Regions from separate parts of the Mus musculus genome. Here regions 2 and 3 are each linked to region 1. Evidence: chromatin contacts called from public promoter capture Hi-C data. All regions are on one chromosome and are shown on one strand. The core of a region is the stretch at or near the end of the contact, and the rest is flanking DNA. Distances in the headings are between cores, read along the strand shown.

Region 1 (3,204 bases), core at 411-2,910:
CCCGTGTATGTAGTCCCAGTATTTGAGAAACAGGAGGATTTTGAGTTTGAGGCTAGCTTGGGGCACATAGCTGTCCCCAAAATAAAACATAAATACGAAAAAGCCTTTCATCACCAAAACAACCAGCCGAACAAAAAACTACTCTTCTTTCACCAAATCTAGAAATATCTTGGTTAAGCATCAAACACAGAAAAGCTCCAGAGAGATAGCCTGCTTCCCTGGGATCAGAAGTGACCCCTAGCGGTTCAGAAGTACCTGGGCCTTCCAATAGAATCTTGCCTGCCAGCATTCCTTCAGATAAGAGCAGACTCTCCCTCTATGATACCACCTCCTTATCTTGACAACAACTCCCTTGTCAAGCGCTCGGTCTAATCTTTGGATTTCTGTGGGTTACTTCTGGTCAGAGTGCTTGACAGCTTGGTAGAAAGTGAAATGTCTAATTTGGAGCAAATTCGAGGTTTTAAACCCAGTGCTGAATCAAAGAGAGGCCCCACCTCTGTCCCATGATCAGAAGAAAAAGACAGTGCAAAGATCGAGAGACAGAGGCTAAGCGAGAGACAGAGGCTAAGCCACCAGGACAAGAGACTCGGACTCCAAAAACAACTCCTCCTGGAGGTGGCTCACACCTGTGATAACCTCTAGAAGCTGAGGCCGGAGGATTGCAAGTTCAAGGCCAACCCAAGCTATAGAATAAGTTCTAGGGCAGCCTAAACTGAAGTGTAACTCCCAGTCGCCAGAAATCAAATAGAGACAGCTCCTGGAAACTAGCTGACCACTGTCCTGTTATCACGAAAGGAAATAAACCCAAGGACAAAGTTAGGAGATGGAACAATGTCAGACTTGTCTCAACAGAAGTGGGAAGGGCCTTGGAGCATTCTTCCAGGAGAGCACACTGCCAGGCAGGATCTGAGCTCAGGCTCTGTCATCTTCCTGCTTAGTTTGATGTGCTCAGAAAATGGTGTAGTGTCTTGGTAAGGTGCAGGTGCCAGTAGCCTGTGCTAGGGTCTGAGACTCCACCTTTCCCCCAGGCTTCCAGGCCACAAGCTGCAGAGTCTTTCCCCCACCAAACAGAGCTAGGTCATTTGGAGCTTTTGGTGTCCTGCCACTGAATAACTCAGCCCTGGCTGTCCTGGAACTCACTCTGTAGACCAGGCTGGCCTCTGGCCTCAAATTCAGAAATTCGCCAGCCTCTACCTCCCAACTTCTGGGATTAAAGGCATGCACCACCACTGCCCTGCTTCAAACCAGCCAAAACTTATAAAACTTTAAGTGTCTCATGAGTTCAGAAGAAAGCTTGTTAAGAGGGTAACTGGCAAGTTCGGGAAAACTTGAAACCTGACACTTCACAGGGATATCTCTGCTGGAAAAAGTCTGTCAGAGCTTTGAGGTCTGAAACAGCACAAAAGGCAAAACCAACTTGTGTTCTGTCTCTAGGGTTCCAAACTCCCAGTAGATGTCATAAAAAGAAGAGGAAATGCCAAGACCAGGTGCCCAAGACTGCGCACTCACCTTCCAGGTGCCCAGGCCCACAATGGGCATCTTGGCTTTGGTACTGAGTTCCACGAACGTGGCCATGGTTGCTGCCAAAATCTTGCTGAGAGCAGATGTCTGTGTCCTTGTTAATGAGACAGATGGAGGCTTTAACGTCCTGGATGAAGAGGCCGGCTCTTACTGCAAGCGCCACGCCCAGACCCCTCCCGCCCCCGCCCCCCCTCCCGCAATGAACCGGAAGTTCATCCCAGTCTTTTGTAAGCTTTTAAGAGTGTGAGTAAAGATTAGTCATAAACCAGAGGGAAATCTCCCTGATGCAGAATATAAATTACTTTGTAGAGCTACTTAGAGGTGTATGAGCCTTAGGCGCATGGGGTGAAAGATCCTTCGAGCTATATTGCTAGCTATGTTTGGGTTTCCACAGTGTGTGGAGAATATGTATGGGTTTCCACAGTGTGTGGAGAACGGTGGAGCCTGTAGGTATTCCATGAGGTTGAGGCAAGTAAAAGTTTTCAGAGGCAAAATGGGAGGCTGCATAAATTATTTTGAGCTAACTGTTGCTGATCACAAAAGATCAATGACAGGGGCGCTTGCAGAGGAGGGGGGAGGGGAGAGAGGGGAGGGAACGGGAGAGGAGAGAGTGTTTTCTGACCCTCTTTTTGTTTGTTTGTTTGTTTAAGTTTTACTCATCTAATTGATGGAAGATTGTGAAAAGCAAATTTCCCCTGTTAACCACTAAGACCTTTCTTTGATAATATTCTTTCTCTCTCCCTCTCCCTCTCTCTCTCTCTATCCCCCCTCTCTCTGAATTTGAAATTTGACAAGTTGTCTAACTGTATAATTATAGTGAGCTTTTACATTTTTTTTGCTTACATTTAAAAACCAGACTTTTGTGATTATATTCTGTTTCACTAAGGACAGCATGAAAAAGAAAGATGCGAGCATAAACATCCTTTTCTGTCACTCGGATGCCATTGCCCGGTGCAGTTTCCTGGGCTCTTCTCAGCCTGTGTCAGCTTCTATGCACCGCACCACATTTTCCAAAGCTGACACCACAAGGCTAGCTTTTCTACACGTTTATAGTGAGTCATTTCAAAATTGCCTTTATGTTAAACATTTTAACGTTGCATTCTATTTTATGGTAATTTATTCTACCATTTCCACTATTCTTAGGTCTCTTGCTGATTTCCAGCTGGTTTCTATTGTGTATAAATAATATTTCAAGAAATATCATTGCAGTGAAGCATTGGGCCTCATTCCCTGGGGATAGATCTTTAGAAGTAGGAATATAGACTCAAATGAAGTTTATTTCAGTTTATCACACAAGGTATAGGTCAAAATTGATTTTTTTTCAAAATGGCAATTTTCAGTCATTTATAGAATAATACATTCTCACCTCCATGTTTATAGTTTTTCAAGAATCATATGTAAATGTTCTTGACTTTTACTTTATTGATATTATAAAACTAATGCATGTCCTCTAGAAAGAAAAACCAGAAAAATCAGAGTAAACAAAAGATTTTACGGGAGTTATAAGAGAATAAAAATTATCATTTTCCAATATTGAAATACTTATCAGCAATAACCTTGGGGTGTAACTGGAATACCTCACTGATTCAAGAAGTCCCAGATCATAGGAGCTCTGGTCTCCAAGGTGAGCCTAGGGCAGAAATAGCAAGCTCAGGATGGAAGCCCTGACCCACAGATGCCCAG
Region 2 (3,204 bases), core at 487-2,986, 2.7 Mb after region 1:
AAATTACACTCCTAAACAGCTTTTAAAAAGTGGGGGACTGGAAGGATGGCTCAGTGTGGTTAATGCATGCTGCTCTTGCAGAAGATAGAGTTTAGTTCCCAGCGCCCATGTTGTGTGATTCACAACTGCATATAAGTCCAGCTACGGAGGATCTGATGCCCTCTTCTGTCCTCTGAAGTCACACACACACACACACACACACAGAGTACATCCTTTACAAAGGAACAAAATGGGGCTGAAGAGATGGCTCGGTCTTACACGCGTTCACGACTGGCCAGGAAGAACACAGCAAACCGGAATCTTCTGCGGCAAAACTTTATTGCTTACATCTTCAGGAGCAAGAGTGCAAGAGAGCAAGAGCTCTATTGCTTACATCTTTAGGAGCCAGAGTGCAAGAGAGCAAGAGTGCAAGAGAGAGAATGGCGAAACCCCGTCCCTTTTAAGGAGAATTATCCTCCGCCTAGGACGTGTCACTCCCTGATTGGCTGCAGCCCATCGGCCGAGTTGTCGTCACGGGGAAGGCAGAGCACATGGGGTGGAGAACTACCCTTGGCACATGCGCAGATTATTTGTTTACCACTTAGAACACAGGATGTCAGCGCCATCTTGTAATGGCGAATGTGAGGGCGGCTCCCACAGCTCGGTAGTCAGGAACAATTACTACTCTTACAGAGGACCTAGGTTCAGATTCTAGCACTCATACATGGCTCACGGCTATTTTTCTTTTCTATTTGTTTTTTATTGTATTTATTTAGTGTATGAGTGTTCTGCTGCACATACACCTGCAGGCCAGAAGAGGACATCAGATACCACTGTAGATGGTTGTGAGCCACCATGCAATTGCTGGGAATTGAACACTGGACCTCTGGAAGAGCAACCACTGCTCTTAACAGCAGACCCATTTCACCAGCCCCTCACAACTAGTTTTAACTCCATCTCCAGGGGACCCAGTGCCCTTTGCTCTCTACAGATACCAGGCCCACACATGTCATATATGCATACATGCAGACAAAAAAAGCTCATATACATAAAAAAATTAATTTAATTTTTAAAAAAGTTGGAGGCTGGCAAGATAGTTAAGTGGGTAAATGTGCTTGCCACCAATCCTGATGACCTGAGTTTGGTCCCCAGGATCTACCCACATAGCAGGAGAACCAACCTCCCCCACATTATCCTCTGACCTCCACACAGTTGTTTGATCCCACTCCAGAGTCTAAACTGATTGGGTTAGGGTTCAGTCTAGGCTGGGGACCCCAAAGCCTTCACTGCACAGGCAAGAGGACCTCACTGTGAGAAGTTTTGAATACCCTTCAATTTCTTCCTTCCCAAAGACCCTTGAGTTTCTTGCTTGCAGAGTTTATTTCCCCAGCTTTAAATTTTTTATTACATTTATTTATGTGGGGGAGGAAAACAGGGTTGTGTGGAGGTCAAAGGACAACTGGCAAGAGTCGGCTCTCCACCATGTTGAGTCCCAGCGATTGAAGTCAGACCATGGGGCTTGGCGCCAAGTGCCTTTACCCACTGAACCACCCTGCTGGGCCCACTTTCCCAGGCACCACCTCAGTTCTGGGAAGAGCAGGCTGCCATCCAAGTACAGCATGACATCTACGTGCGGTTACAGCTCTGCAGCACACGGCTCTGCTTCGAAACAAAGGGAGAGGACGTTGGGAAGCAACCTTCCCTACCCCCAGCCAGGCACAGACTCAGCCAGGCAGAGGGGTTGGGGGCGGGGCTGCAGTGCAGCTGGGTGGTGGCGATCCCTACCGCCCCAGTCCTCATTTCCTGATCAGCTCAGAAAGCATTTCCATGTTGGCCCAAAGTTTCTGTTTCCTGTCCCCTCCCACACTATTTTTAGGCCCAGCAGGCATTTCCTGTGTTGGCCTGTCCCACCCACCTCGGGTCTGTCCTGGCTTCTCCTATCAGGATGCCTGCAGGGTGGGCCTGACACACGTGATTCCCCTCGTAGGGACCCTGGTGTCCCTGGAAACAGGTTGGTACCCAGCAGGTGGCCCGCAGCTGCCAACTCCCACTTGGTGCCACCCACCCAACGCAAGACTTGCTGTTTCAGAGTCGGCCCTTCCCTTAGGCCTGAGACTCTCCTATCTCTGTGTAGCCATCAAGATACACAGGTGCTGCAGGGACTCCCCAAGAATGGGCAGTGGCACTTCAGGCCTGAAGGTTGGCTTTTATCCTCTGATATCCTAGTCTTGTTGCCATAGTATGGGGAGAACCTGTCAACCTGTGGGTCGTGTCCCTTTTGACAACTATCCCTGAAAATATTTACCTTATTATTCATGACAGTTATGAAGTAGCAATGAAAAATAATTTAATCGTTTCGGGGGAGGGGATCATCACAACATGAAGAGCTGTATTAAAGGATGGCAGCATTAGGAAAGTTGAGAATCACTGAGAGTTCAGGGACTTCCCAGCCTAGACCTAGTCCTTTTACCCTGAGTTGCTCCCCATGCAGCTTCGAGTTTTTAAATACCTCCTGTGCCTAGAATAACAAGGCTCTGTTTACCCAGGCTGAGGTAGACAGGAGAGGACCTTAAAGCTCAGAAACAAGGAGGCTTGAGATTCATCCATCCATCCATCCATCCATCCATCCATCCCAGCCCATCTGACTGCGTGAAAGGATCCACACCACAGATCTCAGTTCTGGGTTCTTCATGACTGCCCTCCTAAAGAGTCTGTATAGACAGCTGACTTTCTTGCTTTCTCCCTCCTCAGGAAAGTATCACACCACAGATACGCTGCATCCATGCCCACTGCATAGATATAAATGTAAAAAGAATAAGATGTTTCCACATCTTCAAGAACTAATTGCAGGGACTGGAGAGAGAGATGACTCAGTGGTTAAGAGCATTGGCTGCTTTTCCGGAGGACTTGGGTTCAATTCCTAGCACCCACATGGCAATTCATAACAATCTGTAAGTCCAGTCCCAGGGGATACAATGCCCTTTTCTGGCCTTCATGGGTACTGCTTGCATGTCTGGCATGGACATGCATGCAGGCAAAACACTCATACACATTTAAAAAATTGTTTTTTTATGTTACACATTAAAAAAATAGTTTTAAAGAACCTTTTGCAGGAGGCAGGGGCAGAAGTAGGTAGATCTCTGTGAACTTGAGGTCAGATTGGTCTAGATAGCAAGTTCCAGGCTATACAGGGCTACACAGAGAGAATCTTTAAAAAAAAAAAAT
Region 3 (3,204 bases), core at 431-2,930, 2.4 Mb after region 1:
GGTCTGTTGAGGGAGTGGGGAGGAGAAGGATGCTGGGCCGGTGTTTACTGACGATGCTCACCTGTGCAAAGTGTGCTTGCATTTTATTACAAGTATATCTTGCATCACAGGTACACACGCATACAGCTGTGCCTCCTCTTGTGCCCTATTGAGACACCCAGTCTCTGGGTGTCTCAAATATCTATGGTCTGTCTACATGAACAGACAGGGGACCAGAGGGCTGCCAAAATGCCCCTAACTCACCAAGACCCCCTGCAGGTCGGGAAGTGTACTGGCTGGTTTGTGTGTCAACTTGACACAGCTGGAGTTATCACAGAGAAAGGAGCCTCCCTTGAGGAAATGTCTTCGTGAGATTCAGCTGTAAGGCATTTTCTCAATTAGTGATCAAGTGGGGCAGTCCCCTTGTGGGTGGGACCATCCCTGGGCTGGTAGTCTTGAGTTCTATAAGAGAGCAGGCTGAGCAAGCCAGGGGAAGCAAGCCAGTAAGGAATATCCCTCCATGGCCTCGGCATCAGCTCCTGCTTCCTGACCTGCTTGAGTTCCAGTCCTGACTTCCTTGGTGATGAACAGCAATGTGGAAGTGTAAGCTGAATAAATCCTTTCCTCCCCAACTTGCTTCTTGGTCATGATGTTTGTGCAGGAATAGAAACCCTGACTAAGACAGGGAGGTACATGTTTCTAAGGGTTCCCCTTATCTTCCTTTTCTCTCTTCCCTCTCTGGTATCTTCCAGAAATAGTCCCCTTCCTCCTGCTTCTCCACAGAGTCAGATAGAGAAGTATGCTTGACAAGAATTCAGAGCTGCAGTCCTTAAAGCAGAAAGGCCTAGAAACCAATGCCAGCCACCCATTCTGTGGATGGGCATACTGAGGCTCAAAGACACAAAGGATTTTTTCTCCTATGTGCCCAGAGAGGTCCTTGCAGAGCCAAGACCACAGCTTGGTTTCCCCCATCCTATCACACCACCTTGTCTTCAGTGCAGGAAACCTTCCTCCCACTCAGGTCAGAGCTGCGGTGTAGTGTTGCTGATGAGCATGGCTGTTCAAGGAGATGGTCGCAGCATCTGCAGGTGATGCTCACACTAACTGTCTCAAGGACATGGTGACCAGGTAGCCTTCCTCCTCAAGGAGCAGAAAGAAGGCAGCAGCAGGGATTGGAATGGGACGGTCTGCCTGTCAGTCAACCTAGTCCCCTGAGTCCCCCAGACATGGCTCTGGCATGCCAGAGGGCTGAGGCCAGTATGCTCTACGAAAGAACTGAGAGAAAGGTACAAACCCAGGCTTGAGCCCTGGAAGGGACTTTAGAGATGATCAATTTTTAAATAATCTCCGCTTCATATTCAGAAACTTGACACACAAGGGCTTGGTGACCTGCCCAAAGAAACATGGAGAGATCGCCAAGTTTATAAACCCTGCCCCTCCACCCCACTCCCACCCTATTAGGAATTGATGCTTCTCTGCTCCTCTGGGAACAGTCTGACCTGTGCTCAGATGAAATGCTAATCCTGAGCGACTCACCGATGTGGTCAGTACGCTCTGAAGCCCCGCCCCCTCTTCTCCGTTTTCTTCCCCAAGCCACTCTGCTTCCTTAAAGGCAGAACAGATGAGGAAGGCACACACACAGATGTGCCAGGATCTGCAGCTGGCAGGCTCGGAAGCCCTCTCTCTTAAGCATTGCTCCACCCTAGCCTGCACCAGTAGCAAAGAAGTAAAGACCTCGCGGATGAATGAGAACGGGGCGGTGGGAAACCCAATTCGTTCTCCAAGGACACGAGCGCCCTCTGCTGTTCGCATGATGAATTACGGATTCGGACTAAACCGCATGAACGCAGCAGCTAAGTCTCACCAAATCAAGAGGGTTGCAGCCACCACCACCACCACCACCACCACCACCACCACCACCACCACCAACAACAACAACAACAACAACAACAACAACAACAACAACAACAACAACAACAACAACAACAACACATAACTAAAGAAAAGACCAATAAAAGTGAGACCCAAAGTGGAATCTGGGAGGAGAAAAGCTGCCTGAGTTCTTCTATGTGGACCTTCGAGCAAAGTTCAAGGTCCTGCCCATTCCCCATTTACCCGCTTTGTGCTCCCCAGGTATTTTCTAGTTTGATTTCAAAGCAAGCTGTGTAGTGATTTGGGGGTAGGGGGAGCCTACTTACTCCACAACCTCTTGAGTTCTGAGAGTTTATAAATATTCACCTTGGCAACTTTGAGCACAGATCAAAGCTACAGTAGATAGGATGAAGGACTAGAACGCTGGGATACAGCTCCATGGCTGTCACTTCCTACTCGTGTTGGACCTTTCTGTGCCTCGCTCTCCTCATCTGTAGAATGGGTCTTCTGAGTCCTAGGGAATTCCCTTAGGTAACAGATGGTGCAGTTTTGGCAAGCCAGGGTGGAGAGATCCGATTCAGGCCCCCGACCCTTATCAGTTTTCTTCCCTGTTTTGTGAGCAGTAGTGAGGTAAAGGGGTTACAGAGATAGGACACTGTCTTGCTCCATTTCTCCACATGGGTGACCACAGAGCAAGGCCTCTGGTAATTCTATTGCAGCCTTGGCGATTTACTGAGCTCCTATTAGTAGGCAAGGCCTGCTGTGTAAATTCTGCGGGCTCCTGAGGACTGGTGCTCAGGAAGACAGGAGGGCACAGAGTAGAGATCCCAGAACAGCATAGGAGCCTTGAGATTGGAGCCTGGGAGGCCAAGGACAGGCCAGCTTCCTCTGAGTCTAGCATTTCCCGAGGCCAGCCCTGAAATGACTTTCCTTGTCTAAAAGGTCAAGGTCATGGGCTTGGGGGTGTAGTGCTGTAAGGCAGAGCGCTACCATGTGTGTCTCCCGACAGCTGCTCTGTCTCCTGGTCTCAGTGACAACACAGCCGTTAAGGAGACCTCGCCCGTGATCGGTGTGGAGGATGCGCGTACATTATCATATGATCATGGCATTCGTCAGCGATCCCTTTCCTATTTTCTGCATGAGGCTCCCTTATTTGAATGTGTTTCCTCAACAGAAATGAGAACTCTTCTTTGTCCCTTCTTCGGTCCCAGAGCTGTGGTGGGGCGGGGATATCCCAGGTGCATCTGCGAGGAAGCTTCCAGAGGGACCCAGAATGCTATTACTGAAGGCTAAATGTTCCGTGGCTAAAAGCTGCTGTAGCAATCTTGGCATCCACTCTGTTTGAATGGGTAC

Evidence for each region. Promoter capture Hi-C pulls out the DNA fragments that hold promoters and counts their contacts.
Region 2: a contact with region 1 is called in a promoter capture Hi-C map of liver, with 5 times the contacts expected there. The contact joins the enhancer-like site here to the promoter of Akr1b8 in region 1. A contact is called at or near these places in 6 of 39 promoter capture datasets (cranial neural crest, hippocampal neurons, liver and 2 more), 1 of 484 Hi-C or Micro-C datasets (cortical neurons) and 2 of 9 other capture datasets (embryonic stem cells and liver).
Region 3: a promoter capture Hi-C map of hippocampal neurons shows a contact between it and region 1, with 5 times the contacts expected there. The contact joins the enhancer-like site here to the promoter of Akr1b8 in region 1. A contact is called at or near these places in 4 of 39 promoter capture datasets (the 3T3-L1 cell line, embryonic stem cells, hippocampal neurons and 1 more) and 1 of 9 other capture datasets (adipose tissue).

Annotation. Positions count from the first base shown.
Region 1 is chr6:34,352,602-34,355,805 of GRCm38.p6, reverse strand. Akr1b8 (aldo-keto reductase family 1, member B8) reads right to left here and starts at 1,660. Exons shown (of 10, transcript NM_008012.2): 1 at 1,510-1,660. The coding sequence starts at 1,575.
Region 2 is chr6:31,641,298-31,644,501 of GRCm38.p6, reverse strand. No RefSeq gene overlaps it. Among named protein-coding and RNA genes, the nearest start is that of Gm13846, 8.1 kb to the left of the region's middle. Within about 2 kb of position 1,736, at least 79 of the 459 cell types and tissues checked have an H3K27ac peak or open chromatin away from gene starts, as enhancers often do. A contact at or near this core is called in embryonic stem cells and liver, where this site is marked.
Region 3 is chr6:31,936,922-31,940,125 of GRCm38.p6, reverse strand. No RefSeq gene overlaps it. Among named protein-coding and RNA genes, the nearest start is that of Gm31894, 79 kb to the left of the region's middle. Within about 2 kb of position 1,680, at least 46 of the 459 cell types and tissues checked have an H3K27ac peak or open chromatin away from gene starts, as enhancers often do. A contact at or near this core is called in embryonic stem cells and hippocampal neurons, where this site is marked.